Regions from separate parts of the Mus musculus genome. Here region 2 is linked to region 1. The links are chromatin contacts, called in public HiChIP or PLAC-seq maps. All regions are on one chromosome and are shown on one strand. The core of a region is the stretch at or near the end of the contact, and the rest is flanking DNA. Distances in the headings are between cores, read along the strand shown. Region 1 overlaps Ghr (growth hormone receptor). Region 2 has its middle 54 kb from the start of Gm41255.

Region 1 (3,207 bases), core at 68-2,567:
GCATGTTCACATGCTTAAAAATTCCTTACACATACATAGTACTCTATTTTGTTTATCATAGGCTATACACAAAAATAAATTCATAGGATTGGATATACCTCAGTGGTAGAGAGCTTTCTTAGCTTCTACTCAGGCCCTGAATTCAACACATATCACTATAATCTATATGCATATGTATATATACATATTTAAATTTTATATATAGCTGAATCAAATGATATTCTGAAAGGTGTTTAATATTTATTAGAGCAGAATGCTTCTTGAGATATACTTTAAACAAGTTTACTTATTTAGGGAGAGATAATTCTCATTTAGTGGTTTATAAAACAGGAATTTGAAGGCAGAGTCTATATCTTGTTTATCAACATGTTATTTTAAAGGTGTTGCAGTACACATCAAATTAGAAGTCCATCCATAATAAGAATAGAAGTTAATCTCTGTTTGAGTAGTCTTCAGAGCCTTTTCTGATTTGGAGGCTACCGTCCATTGGATTTGCTTGGAGCAACTGAGAGCTTGTTCTAAGGCTATGAAGAGCATGCCATCGGCTGCATTCTGATCAGTAAGACAACATTATCAGCTCATCTTTGATTTGAAATTTCTTTATATGAATCTTTTAAGCCACTTCTTTGTTACAAGACAGTTATAGCTGAGCTACATCTTTTCAGTCCATATACCCTTTAAATCAGCCAAGAAGAGCCTGAAAAACTTCTGCAATGCCAAGAGATGAGGGATTAATTTATGAACAGGCACTCTGAATCATGACCCTTCCACTCTTTGTGTGAAGTTCCTCCCATAGCATGTGACTCATGTACATGGGCTTAGTGACTCTGTATGAATCTGATACGCAGTATTAGAAATCCCTCTTAATTTCTTTCTATCCCTTAATGGATCACCTGACATAACCAACTGCGACACTAGATAATCTTTTGGGTCCCTATGGCTGAACGTGTAGATACTAATTTTACTTAATTTAACAAATATCTCTGTTGCCAGGATTCCCCACCAGCCTGCTAACATCTCTTTTTCAGCCCTTTGATTCTGGAGCATATCCTGCAACATGCTCCCTTAAACCTGCCCATTCCCTCTCCCTGACTGTTACTCTCCATTCTTGAAATATATAGCCTATTGCCACGCCTCCCCAGAAAGCAGCAACCTGAACAGCTCCAAGCTCTCCAAGCTGTAGTTGTCCACCACTAATAGTTTGTAAGGGCAACCTTGGTAAAGAAAGCTTATGAGAAAGCTCTGGCTTTGGCGTACATGTTTGAGAGCATCAAGAAATTAATCCCCTTTCATTAAACCCAAAGACTTAGTTTCATTTTGTTTCCAGTCTGCCTATCTATTGACGGTGTACCTAAATACCTATTTGCTGCCACCTAGTGTATTGAAATGTAGTGACATGTGATTTTTTTTTTTTTTTTGACATGTGAAATTTTAATTCATTGGATGCTGGAACATAACTTACTATTCAGAATGACTCTTCATTTTGATTTCTCATAAGCTTCCACTTTATTGCTGTGACCTAAAAATCATCATAATTTTCTGTCATACAGTCTAGGGGCTCAGGAGCAAGCCAAGCCCTGAAAATGGTACCCTTGGATATTAATTAGGCTTTGCAACTCTTGGGTACATAGTAAGCACAAAACAACAGAAACCATGATTTTTACTTCATAGAGGCAGTAGAACACACTCTCACTCTTTACCAACCACAGGATCATTGGAAGTTCGGTCCCTCTTTAGACAGCATCTTTTTCTGCTTGTGGTAAAATGGGATGGCAAGTCTGGCTAGCTTCAAGCTCTAAGAATCTATGACTCTAAATAAGCCAAAGCCATGTCCCAGAAGACAGCTCTGTGCTTGTATGAATGTCATTTCTATGAGAATATCTGACCTCTGGTTATAGATAGAAGTGAGCAGAGCTCCTGACTTGAATAGGAAGGACCAAATGGCAGGCAGTGATTTTATTCTTGAGAGCTGTCCCTGGACTGTTGTCCACCAATATATAGGCTAATCATATATATATCTCCAGCCTCCTGACCTCTTAAGGAAATTTAGAAGTGAGCTCCTGTAAATAACCTATTTCCCAAGCTAGCTTAGAATGTTGCATCCCCTTTATTTAAACAACACTACATAGTGTTTTCAGTATATGTTACAATGTTTCATTTGGGGTTCTTATGAGTCTTATTTTCTCCATCAGTCAGACGGGTTTTTTTCAGTCTGGGACATCTTCAGTTTCTCATTTCTGTGAAAAAAAAAATCTAGCACATCCTGAAGGCATTGCATATGTTTCTCATAATTATGATGTTTTCCCATTTATCTTACATACATGGAGTAAAAGGTTAAAAATAAGGTGTTTTCAGATTGTGTCCACAGCACTTAGTCTCTAGCCTTGGTCTCTACAGCTATCTAGCAGCTCATAGATGCTTATAACTCTTTGAACTTAATGCCAAGAATGAAAAATCCTACAGCATACCATATGGGGAGAAGAACTTTGAAGTGAGAAAATTGTGGTTTCATGTTCCAGCTTTACCATTTACTGCATCTGTGTTTTGTCAAGAAATTATCTGACCTCTCAGAAGCATCCCGTTAGCTATAAGTGAGGATCACAACACTAACACACAACATTTTATACACAGAAGTGTGTGTATGAAATAACAAAGCACATGCTAGGAGTATGGCATACAGTAGGAACCTAATCTCTTCTAGAATACTTTTACACAATGCTTAAGTAAATGTTCTGCTTATATCCAAAGTCAGGGGATGGGGGAAGACTGAAGAGATGACTCAGTTGACAAAACACTTGCCATGCAAGTGTGAGAACTCAATTCAGACTTCCAGAACCCATGGTGCAACAGCATGTATCTCCAATACTCCAGAGCTCATGGATCATCTCTTTTGGTATAGGCAATTATGAAGAACAAAGAAATGTGTCTCAAACAAGGAAGAAGGTGAGACCCAATAATGAAGCATGTCCTCTGATTTCCATACACATATACCATAAAATGTTCATACCTACAACACACACACACACACACACACACACACACAAATAGCATGCATGTACTTTACACAAAAAATATTTTTTCAATTACTCAAGTTAAAAGTAATCAGAATAGTTTTATAATTCTGTGATACATTTACATTCAGAAGCTATTGTCATCAAATGTGATTCTGTTGCCCAAGATGTAAATTCTAGGAATGTGGAGAGACAT
Region 2 (3,438 bases), core at 400-2,899, 310 kb before region 1:
TAGGGCCTTCCCCCCTCACCTATACTTACCAACACTCTTAGCTTTTGCTGTTAGTTGCTGTTGCTTTCACAGAATAAAATTTTTCTATATTAGCTGTCTTTGCTTCATTCAGCTGTGATAATCAAGACTTGTTCATATATGTTCTTTTCTTTTAATTGATTGATATCTTGTTGTATTGTAATAGAATCCCCTTGAAGAAGGTGCATATAAGATCTTCATTGAGATCTTATCATACTGAGAAATGATGAGAAGCTAATGAGTGATCTGGCTTTAAAGTAGAAATACATAAGAAGGGCAAGAATTAATTCTTCCCAGGTTTATTCAAGGAGACTACTAAGTGTTGTCTGTGAAGTAGAATCATCATTGTCACTTGGGAAGTTTGTTAGACATGTAGCTCCTTAAGCTCCCTCAAAGCTCACTTTATCAGCAACCCCCGGGGAAAGAGGGTTAATTCCACCAACTTTGTTTATAGCAAGTTCCACAATCTTGACACATATTGAAATTTAAGAACCATTAGGTAACTGAATTTACTCAGCACAAAAGAATAGTAGGACAAAATTAATACAACTTATTTTTCCTCAGAAGGGGTTTTCTGGAATTTTCGTTAGAAGAAGTAGTGTCTGTCCAATGACCTTAGTTGGGTATATGTGGGCAAACTTCTTTACATAACAGGCTCTCATTTTTCTAATGTGTAAATGTAATACTTAAAATTATAGAACTACCTAAGAACACTAGATTTTGTTCCATCAGCATCTCTAGAGGCTAATAGCATTTATTTATAGGAAGAAAGAAGCTGGACTAATCATCATTAGGGAATACTAACATATGCACACAACAATGAGGCCAACATCTTTTAGTTGAGCTTCAAGCACACTTCGTTCAAAAAAAAGGATAAAAAATTACAAATCACATGTCGAAAATCAAGGTAACCTCTGTGTGTGTGTATGTGTGTGTGTGTGTGTGTGTGTGTGTGTGTGTGTGTGTGTGTGTAAAAGGCTGTATAGTAAACATTTTAGACTTAGAGGCCATTAGTCTCTGTCATGATTACTCAAATCTTGCCACTGTAATATAAAACCACCATAAATAATACTTAGAGCAACCCAGCTAACATTCCAAAGTCTTTACTTCCAAAACCAGATGGTAGGTTGGATCCAGCACATAAGCAATAGCTTGCCAACCTTTGGTTAATAATGTTTCCATTTGCTTTTAAACAAGGGACTTAAATATTTTCTGGTTGGTTACTTACTAATTAATCAAATATTTAGTAGTCAGTACACTAACACCCCATTAACTTATTGTAGTCTTCAAATTTCCTACCCACTTGGCTGTGTTGATCTGTAAACAGTCAATCAAAATACAATATTGGACAGCTCCATCTCCGTGTATGGGTCTCCTCCTAAATGTCCAGAGGAAGACAGTGTTTAAGCTTTTAAACACACTTTTAATTTGGGTTAGCCATTCCTATTGTCCCAAGGCATAAAAAGAAGAAACACATTAAATTTTCTCCAAAGGTATTGCTGATACAGCAATCACTGTACTGGTACAATAACCACTTCTTTCATCTATAATTTTGTCCCAAGGCTATCTCTGTAAAGTAAGGGTATTGAAAAATGAAACATTACATTTAGTCATATGCAGATTTCACAATGCAGACCACAACTGCGATCTTCGGTTACCAAAGCATGTGTGGAGCTCTCTCCCCACCAGTGAACAGCACTTGTGTGTCTCCTGATTCAATTTAGTTCTACACTTTCTACTTAGAGATGGCCTTGGATCCCACAAGTCCTAGGCTCAGCCTCCAATACTTGCATCCCTTCCCTAATTTTTATCCCAGTCACAAGTGTGGGCCTCCATCTTTTTGACTAAACATCAATGTTCCTGGCCACTCTACTTAGGTATAATAAGGTTACTGGAGTGATTCACAGAAATCAGAAAAATACATATCTCTCATTGTAACAGATGTCTCAAAGGACACAGGCAGATGGGAGAGATGCACAAGGCAACAGGTGTGGGGAAAGGCTGAAAAGTTTGTGTGTTTTCCCAGGAGCACCATACTCCAGGGACTGCTGTTGTTCAGCTATTAGAACACCCCAACTTCCCAATTTCATTTCTTTCTTATTTCTTTGTTTCTTAATTAAATTAAAAGTATTTAGGCATGATTTATTTCATCATGGTCAATTGGTAATCAGTTTACTCTTGAACAGATCACCTGTCCTCAGAAACTTGTAGGTTTGGCAGAGCATTTCCAACCCTCTATTCATCCTTTGGTCATTCACCTGACAAGACCTCCTTCTAAAGCTACAAAGGGATTGTCTGCCACCAGGTAACTCAAAACCAAACAAGAGAACTCTAGATCCTTCAAAGCTTTCAAGACTTTTATATCAGAAGTGGAAGATAAAAGCAAGACATATATATATATATATATATATATATATATATATATATATATATATATATATATACACACACACACACACACACACACACACACACACACACACACACACACAAATATGTTCTCTTTTTGTAATTGGAAAGAAGTCTACTGTTTTTGTTTTGCTTTGCTTTGTTTCTTTTCTAACTTAGGAGCCATTTGTGTGTATTGCTGGATTGAAACCACATAGTAAAGTATTAAAATATTATCTGGGGCTATCATCCTTCTCCATCCTCTACTGGGAGGTATTAATCAGGTAAATCTGATATTAGTATTCTAGCTTTTTGACATGTCACATGTGATGTGATGTAATGTGTGTGAGAGAGAGTGTGTCACAACACAAAATCATAGTAGATCACCGATACTCTGTTACATGAAAAGTTTAAGATACACTATCTTTAATGGGCCTCCTTTACTTAAAGTTGTAGTTGAACAGATGAAGTCATTGTGTCTTAGCTGTAACACATTATGACATGGAAGTATCTCAAAGTAATTAAACATGTGTTTTTCTCTAAATTAGTAAAATTAAAAGGCCTGGATGGAGAAGCATGAAGAACCCAGACAATGTCTTCATTCTTTTCTATGTGGTTGCAACCCAGTAATACACAGTACTGGCCCCTAAGTGGGAAAAGAAAAGAAAAAAATAACCTAGACTCCTTTCCAATTACAATAAGAAAACATGTTGGGTAATTTTGAAATTTCCCACCCTTTACTCTGGTTCCAAGTGAAAGCATATGTCTGAGTAATAGTCCATACTGACTCAACTTTAAGTTAGAATCAGGCTAATCTTTATATTGTTAACCTTCCACTCTTACACTACCCTCTGCCCACTTAAGATTAGGAATCAACTGACTTATGGAATGCATGAAGTGAGCCAAGTCTCAATTATTGATGGCTCCACCAACTTAAGCGTCCCATCACCATGTGCTGATTGAAAAACAAGCACTGCAGAGATAATGAACTGTTGTGTTTTGAAATGATTTATAATGGACCACATTAAATAT

What was found. HiChIP or PLAC-seq counts read pairs in DNA pulled down with a chosen protein or histone mark.
Region 2: a CTCF HiChIP or PLAC-seq map of the NIH/3T3 cell line shows a contact between it and region 1, with 7 read pairs. The contact joins two enhancer-like sites. A contact is called at or near these places in 1 of 39 promoter capture datasets (the 3T3-L1 cell line) and 1 of 15 datasets of contacts at CTCF or cohesin (the NIH/3T3 cell line).

Annotation. Positions count from the first base shown.
Region 1 is chr15:3,354,606-3,357,812 of GRCm38.p6, reverse strand. The region is part of intron 3 of Ghr (growth hormone receptor); the gene reads left to right. The region is part of intron 4 of Gm41254 (a long non-coding RNA gene); the gene reads right to left. Among named protein-coding and RNA genes, the nearest start is that of Ccdc152, 53 kb to the right of the region's middle. Within about 2 kb of position 1,317, at least 27 of the 459 cell types and tissues checked have an H3K27ac peak or open chromatin away from gene starts, as enhancers often do. A contact at or near this core is called in the NIH/3T3 cell line, where this site is marked.
Region 2 is chr15:3,667,277-3,670,714 of GRCm38.p6, reverse strand. No RefSeq gene overlaps it. Among named protein-coding and RNA genes, the nearest start is that of Gm41255, 54 kb to the right of the region's middle. Within about 2 kb of position 1,649, at least 6 of the 459 cell types and tissues checked have an H3K27ac peak or open chromatin away from gene starts, as enhancers often do. A contact at or near this core is called in the NIH/3T3 cell line, where this site is marked.